2 separate regions of the Ovis aries genome follow, and region 2 is linked to region 1. A link is a contact called in public Hi-C data. All regions are on one chromosome and are shown on one strand. The core of a region is the stretch at or near the end of the contact, and the rest is flanking DNA. Distances in the headings are between cores, read along the strand shown.

Evidence for each region. A called contact is a pair of places that touch in the nucleus more often than the background predicts.
Region 2: a contact with region 1 is called in a Hi-C map of muscle, with 11 times the contacts expected there. The contact joins two enhancer-like sites. A contact is called at or near these places in 9 of 16 Hi-C or Micro-C datasets (blood, hypothalamus, liver and 5 more).

Annotation. Positions count from the first base shown.
Region 1 is chr3:213,991,208-213,995,054 of ARS-UI_Ramb_v3.0, forward strand. No RefSeq gene overlaps it. Among named protein-coding and RNA genes, the nearest start is that of ADIPOR2, 30 kb to the right of the region's middle. Within about 2 kb of position 1,689, at least 14 of the 54 cell types and tissues checked have an H3K27ac peak or open chromatin away from gene starts, as enhancers often do. A contact at or near this core is called in muscle, where this site is marked.
Region 2 is chr3:214,063,351-214,067,017 of ARS-UI_Ramb_v3.0, forward strand. It overlaps ADIPOR2 (adiponectin receptor 2), which reads left to right. Exons shown (of 8, transcript XM_004007604.4): 8 at 1-213. Among named protein-coding and RNA genes, the nearest start is that of LRTM2, 16 kb to the right of the region's middle. Within about 2 kb of position 2,176, at least 3 of the 54 cell types and tissues checked have an H3K27ac peak or open chromatin away from gene starts, as enhancers often do. A contact at or near this core is called in muscle, where this site is marked.

The sequences.
Region 1 (3,847 bases), core at 439-2,938:
ACAGACTCTGGGAAGCAGAACAGCTGAGTTTTCGATGTTTCATTTGAACACATTTGGGAAGAATCAGTTCAGTGTGATTTTACTAATTCTTTTTTTCCACACTGCGAGACCTCTAGTAGGTGGATGCCCTTCACACATTAAACCCAGCTCTTTTGCAAACAGCCGTCTGTTCCTGGGCTGGGAAGGTCCCCCGGAGGAGGACGTGGCAACCCACTCCAGATTCTTGCCTGGAGAATCCCATGGACAGAGGAGCCTGGCGGGGTACAGTCCACAAGGTCACAAAGAGTTGAATGTGACCTAGTAACAACACACAGCACAAAATTCCCCAGCCAGGGATCGAGCCCGGTCCCTCGCAGTGAGAGCTCGGAGTCCCAGCCACTGGACCGCCAGGGAACTCCCATATTTTACTAATCTGTTAAAAATTGAGTGTGGAAGGACGATGAGGGGAGTGCCCGGTCCAGCTGGGATGGGCCCCCGAGACACGGGTGATGACAGTGGAGCTCGGGCTCGGAAGTGGCTTGGGTCAGCTTCTGAGCCGGCAGCCAGATGCTCTTCTTGCTTGATGGTCATCATCCCAGAGGTGGGGAGTCACTGTAGTTTCCACAGAGGACTGACTGTACCAGCTGCTCTGCGTACATCATCTATAATTCCCTCGGTACCTCCGCAAGGTTGGTGTCATTATCCACAAGTTCCGGATGGGAGGAAAGACTCAGAGAAGCGGAGGAACATCAGGAACATCCTCTGACTCACACAGCTGCTAGCTGATGCTGACTGACTCCAGGGGCCCTTCTGGCTCCTTGGTGGGTTTCTGAGTGATCCCAGGATGTGAAGTAAGAGGGGCCTGTTTCCTTCTGAGCCTCAGATGTGCGCACTGATCTGCCCCTCAGACCACCATGAATTTAGGATGAGGAGGGTGAGCAGGGAAATTTCTTCTGATGGAGGCACAAGGCTGTCCTCAACCTAAGGTAGGACCAGCGGTGCAGGGCTGTGGGCTCAGAGAATCTGCCTTGCACACAGGGGAGACAGCTGTTTGCAGAAGAGCTGGGTTTAAAATGTGAAGGGCATCAGCCTGCTAGAAGTCAGTGTCTAGGCACTCAAAACTGACTCTGCACGAGCGGACATTGGGCCTTCCTGATAGCATCTCCCCAGGTGGCGCTAGTGGTGAAGAACCCGCCTGCCAATGCAGGAGAAGTAAGAGACACAGGTTCGATCTCTAGACCAGGAAGATCCCCTGGAGAAGGAAATGGCAACCCATTCCAGTATTCTTGCCTGGGAAATCCCATGGACAGAGGAGCCTGGCAGACTACAGTGGATGGGGTTGCGAAAGTCAGGCTCGACTGAGCTCACACACACACACACACAAGAAACTAAAATCAGTACAGTCTGTCCCCAAAGCCTCCTCCTTCGTAAGATGTGTGAACGGATAATAACTTCCTAGACCTGTTTCTAACCTCTGCTATGGTCAGTTGGACCCCTTTGGATGACCAGATGAGGAGGGCATTTCTTGGAGGCAGACCTGAGCCTTGAGCTTGGCTTCATCATGGGCCCGTCTAGCTTTGGAGAAACCCAGAGGACACAATGTGCACTGAAGGGGCGCTCAGCTGGTCCCAGTCCAGGGGACAGCAGCCCGAGAGGAGCCTCTGTTGATGCCAGTACCCACACAGGTCTGGGCAGGGCAGAGCTGGCCACTGCATGCCCTCCGCCCACCCTGGCCAGGGACCAGCCAGCAGAGGCCGCCAGCCAGCACGTGGATGTCACGTTCTCTCTAAAGAAAGCCCCTGCGGTCATCTCTGCTTCTGCTTCTACCAGTCCTGAGTCTGGCCACAAATTGAGGGCTTTTCCAGATAAAAATTCTGTTAAGCTACAGGTCAGTGTGACCCTGTAAGATAGGGACTTGCTTCTTAACCCCAGAGTCAGACACCAGAATTCCGGCCTGGCTCTGCTCTTGGCTTGTGCGAGAGCCCTGGATGCAGCCCTGGATTCCAGGCTTTGGTTTGTTATCCAGTGCTTCCCGCTCCAAGGCGGGCTCTGTGAAGCTCGGCTGCCACAGAGACAGGCAAGAACTTTGAGCAGTGTGCCCACTCCCACTCTTAGCTGGTATTTAGGTGTGCTGTGGACTGACCCAGTGATCCCTGGCTTGTTTTCTGAGCCCCTTATTGTGTATTCCCCACAAAGTGGTTAAAAAACAAAAATGAAAAAAAACAAAACACTCTCTTGGCCAAATAGACTTTTTTTTTTTTTTTTTGGTAACAAAAAGAACCAAAGTGGAAATAAAGGCTGTCTTTCTAAGCAGAAAGAAGCTATTTCTCACCAGGATAGGTAACTGAGAATTATAGATTTCACTCCCCAGAGAAGTTTAAGGAAATAAGGGGCATTGAGATGTTTGGGGAACTTTAGTAGTGTCTGGAGACAGGTTGAAAACCAGATACTCCCTGGAGACTCGTTTCAGCTACAGGACTGTGAGGCCTGCCTCCCTCAGGGGAGGTAACCACACACACCAGGACCGGCTCAGGTTTGGTGCAGAGGATGGGCTAAGTCATCTCAGGCAGTTCCCTTAGCAATAAAACAGGGATCATAATATGTGTTAGTTGCTCAGTCATGTCTGACTCTTTTTGACCCCATGGACTGTGTCTCAGGCTTCTCTGTCCATGGGATTCTCTAGGCAAGAATAGTGGAGTGGGTAGCCATTCCCTTCTCCAGGGGATCTTCCCAACCCAGGGTTCGAACCTGGGACTCCCACATCGCAGGCAGATTCTTTACCATCTGAGCCACCATAATATATTTCCTTCAGATAAGATAAAGTCTGTGAAAGCTTTCTGTAAAACATTGTCTTATTTTTTAAAATTTTATGATTTTTTAAAATACATATGTAGAAAGTTCACTGTGGCCTAGTTTATTTTTTTCTTTATACATTTGGGCTTCACAGTGCAGCATGTAGGATCTTAATTCCCAGATCAGGGATCAAAGCCACGCTTGCTGTGGTTGAAGTGCAGAGTTTTAACCACTGAACTCCCAGGGAAGTCCCATAAGGTCTTTTTAAAGGAGATATTGGTACTTGTATCAAGGCAAGATCAAACGTAACATGGTTTTTAAAAAGCACACAACTATGACATGTAAGATCTTTGGAATCATCTCTCAGTCAAAGTTGCGGCTTCACAGGTGGCTCAGTGGTAAAGAACCTGCCTGCCAATGCAGGAGATGAGGGTTCGATCCCTGGGTCGGGAAGACCCCAGGAGAAGGAAATGGCAACCCACTCCAGTACGCTTGCCTGGAGAATCCCATGGACAGAGGAGCCTGGTGGGCTATATCCGGGATTCGAAAAGAGTCAGACATGACTGAGGATGCATGCACGCACTTGATCAGAGCCAATCGAAAATGCAAGGAATCTAATCTGGATTTGTTTGGCTTTTCGAATACCCAGAAATTCACCATTCTTCTCTAGGTTGACTTTGATTTTTCTTGAGAAGGGGACCACTGTGCTCTTCCAAAAGAAGTCATTAAAAAAATATATTAAAAAAACTTTTTTGGCTGCACTGTGTGGCAAGTGGGACCCTAGTTCCTCCTCCAGGGATCAAACCTGACTCCTCTGCATTTGAAGGTGGAATCAACCACAGGAAAGTCTGGAAACCACTTTTTAAGTCTATTTCCTGCTGTTTCTGGACCTTAGGGAACTTCAAAAGGGCAAAGAAACCTTGCACAGAAGCAGCAAGGAAGCAAGCCCAACCCTGGACCTCTGGAAGATGTGGCCAAGGAACCAGGCCCTTACTCCACCCTCCACAGGGTCTGGCCACCCACTCAGAGCCCTGTCTCCTCGCTGCCTACACCCCAGGCCACGCAGCCACTTGGA
Region 2 (3,667 bases), core at 926-3,425, 73 kb after region 1:
TCTGCAGCTTCATCCTCTCACCCATTGAAGAGTGGCCTTCTCAGTATTTCCCCCTTCCTGTTTATAAATTGTCGAAGCCACAAAGCACAGTTTTGGGGATCACAGGGGGCTGGGATTTCAGAAGGGCGTTTGTGTGATGGCCCCACTCACCATGGGATGTCCCTCCTTGCTGTGTTCTCAGACTCCTAATAAAGAGACCAAGTGGAACATGAACGTTCTTGTTGTGCCTTTTTTTTTTTTTTTTTTTTTAAAGAAAAAGCTGCCTCAGCTTCCCTCTCCATAGCTTTTGGTATTTCTTGAAGCCTTCATTTAGATACTGAAGCTTAAATTTCTGGAAACATCCCACTCTGAGTTCTGGAGACCATTCTGAAAAGGCTCTCTGTGGACTGACCAACAAATTAAGCTCTTGTGAAATATTAATAGGATTCTTTGGCCACACAGGTATTTTCTATACTGAATAGAATATCTCAGGACACTTAGGGGTTATCGTTGGGCTACCAAATATTTGAAAGTCATATTGTATACTGCCATTTTCGCAGAGTAGTGTTGAGAGTGCGAAAGTTGAAAATGTTCTCTGGCAGTGTTAATTAGATAAATCTTGTAATTTGTATATTTCACATTTCCGTTTAATTTTCCTAACATGTTAATGATGGCAGGCAGGATGAGGATGAAAGTTAATAGAGGGTGTGGTATAAAAACCAATGCTCATGCCCAACTCAAGCCTTTCCGGCCTTCCTTACACTTTCATCATAACTGGGGTCCCAGGCACAAGACTGGAGGGGAGAGCCAGCTCCAAGGGGCAGTTGCTAATTTATCGTTAGAGGTACGAAAATAATATGTAAAGAACGCATCATGCGAAGGGGGTGTGTTACAGCACTTGACACTTGACGTAATTGTAACAGTAGCACCCAGTGAACAGATCTGTTGTTGACTTGTGTTTCGTAGGTGAGATTAGGAGAGGTGAGTCTGACTCTTGTGACACAGTCTACACTAAGAGGAACATTCAGATCAAATGGTCTCATGTAGGGACTTCCCTGGCAGTCCAGTGGTTAGGACTCTGGGCTTCCACTGCAGGGGATGCAGGTGCGATCCCTGGTCCGGGAACTGAGATCCCCTTGCTGCGCGGCACGGCCAAAAATAAAAGCCTCGTGTGTTTTGACTGAAAGGTTTTGGGGGCTTGTTGACCCTTCTATGTAATTTAAGAGAAGAGAGGATATACCCTTTCTGCCTTGGGTATATTTAGTTTTCTTCAGGGGAATTTCCAGTATTTGGATGAGTTCTCATTTTAGGTGTAGGAATAGGTTTTTTGCATAGGGAACCTGGAGGCTGGACACTGGGTTGTGTCCTTTTTTAATTTTTTTATGTGGGCCATTTTAAAAGTTTAATTACTGAGTTTGTTACAGCATTGCTTCTCTTCTATGTTTTGATTTTTTTGCATGCGAGGCATGTGGGATCTTAGTCCCCAGCCAGGGATTGAATCTGCATTGGAAGGCCAGGTCTTAACTGCCAAGGAAGCCCCTCCCGTCCTGCCCCTCCCATCCTGCTTGAGGCCTACAGACACCCCCTGGCTTTCCTGGGTCCTTTGCTGTGCTGTCTGCAGGCTCCCTTTTCACGGTGATACCTGTGGTGCGGGAAAGGAAGTGGATGAGAACGCATTTGAGTCCTGGCCTGACAGTGGCTAGGGCTCTCTGGCCTGGAGATGGCTGTGGGCGCTGTTGCTCCCGTGAGTAACCCCTGGTCTCCGAGCATCCTGCTCGGTCAGGGCTCAAGCGCTGACCCCACGCCCTGTGTCGTGCTGGGCGGGTTTTCCCGCTCCCGGCCCCGTGATATATGGCAAACTGGTCTAGTGTGACTCTGCCTTTGGTGGTGATGGCAGCAGTCTAGCTGGGCAGGAAGTCTAGCCTGTCACTGCCACCCCTGCCACCCTGGCCTGGGGACAGTGCTCTGGGGACAGCACCTGGGTCTGCTGAGACAGCTGCTTCCTCACCTGTGAGCTTGTCCCCGCCCCACCCCGAGTCAGCATCCCTCACTCGAGCTGCAGGGTTGGGCTGGCATCTGCGCCAAGCTCTTGCCCTCATTCTTCCCCGAGTTTGTGTCTTTGACTTGGAGACGTCCGCTCCCTTGCCCTCCGGAACGAACTCCCACTTGGCGTCATGGAGCGGTGCTCAGGCCTTTTGTCTCAGCAGCACGTGTCTCAGCGTGTCTCAGCACACGCTCAGAGGTGACTTAGGAGCTGGCACACCCCTGACCTGAGTTCAGAGCTGGCAGCCCTGGCACCCTCGGGCATCCACAGGTTGTTTTTTTTTTAGGAAAAGGGAATTCAGGACTCTCTCCCCCAGAATCTTGTCATCTATTCAGTGACTTTGGTTTTAACTTGGTTGGTCTGAGTTTCCCTGGTGGCTCAGACGGTAAAGCGTCTGCCTGCAATGTGGGAGACCTGGGTTCAATCCCGGGGTTGGGCAGATCCCCTGGAGAAGGAAATGGCAACCCACTCCAGTATTCTTGTCTGGCAAATTCCAGGGACTGAGGAGCCTGGCGGGCTACGGTTCCATGGACTGAGGAGCCTGGTGGGCTACAGTCCATGGGGTCGAAAAGTCAGACATGACTGAACGACTTTACTTGGTCTGAAACCAAGGTGACAGCTCTTTAGCGTGAGCTAGGCTGCCACCTGCTGTCCTCTGGGCTGTGGTGGCGGTGGTGGTGGGTGGCAGAGGGTTAGAACCACCGAAATAGAAAAGGGCAAGAACAGCTCTGACCTCCGAAGGCAGGGCTTATGTTCTCTTTTCCCAGGTGAAGAGCAGCTTTATTGTATCAACGGCTTTTGCTTCCATTGGTTCTGACAGGGAGTCCTGGCCCCATAGCCCCCTCCTGTTCACACAGAGACAGGGCTGAGGCTGGGAGCTGCCCCAGTACTTCTAAGCATGGTTTTTAAACTGTGTGGCCAAGAGTGTTGATAAATTGCCTGAAAAGACTCTTCCTGGTTGTGGGGAGGGGGAACAGGATGCTGTCCTGGAGAGAGGTTAGAGGTCAGGGTCTGGACACGCTCCAATGCCCCAGAAGGACACGGCGAGGGAGGGGCTGTCGCCTTGAGGGCTCTGTGACATGAAGGTGGGGAGTCGACCTGAGGGGACCCCTGCTGCCTCCTTGCCCACCTGCACCTGGCGGGCACCTGTGACCTCGCCTGTTGTTCCAACGTCCTTTCTCCCTCCCCTCCGCCAGGAAAGCAGGTGCTTCAGAGGAGAGCCGGTGACACGCTGTGGGTGCCAACCGCAGGCCACGTGATTTCAGGCTCAGGATACGGACTCCACGTGCACGCCTCGCACATCACGGTCACCTCTTCCAGGGAGGCCGGCTGAATGTAGAGATCGGAGGCCACCCCAGGGTTTCTGCACGGTTCTGCCTTCAGCGTCACTCCCACAGTGGGGACTGCAGTCCCTGGGGTGCCAGGTCTGCATGGGAGGAAGCTGTGGCCCTGAGACCCCTGGGTGGGGGGCGTGCCCAGATGCATCCGTCTCCCCCACTGGACTCCAATTTGCAAATAGGAATGCTCCCCAAAGCTACAGCCGCAAGGCCAGAATCAGGTGGTCTTTCTTGTGGATCATCAGCCAGAAAAAGACCACCCTGAGTCCTTGGGCCTCCAGGGGGTCTAGAGCCTTCAGGACCCCCC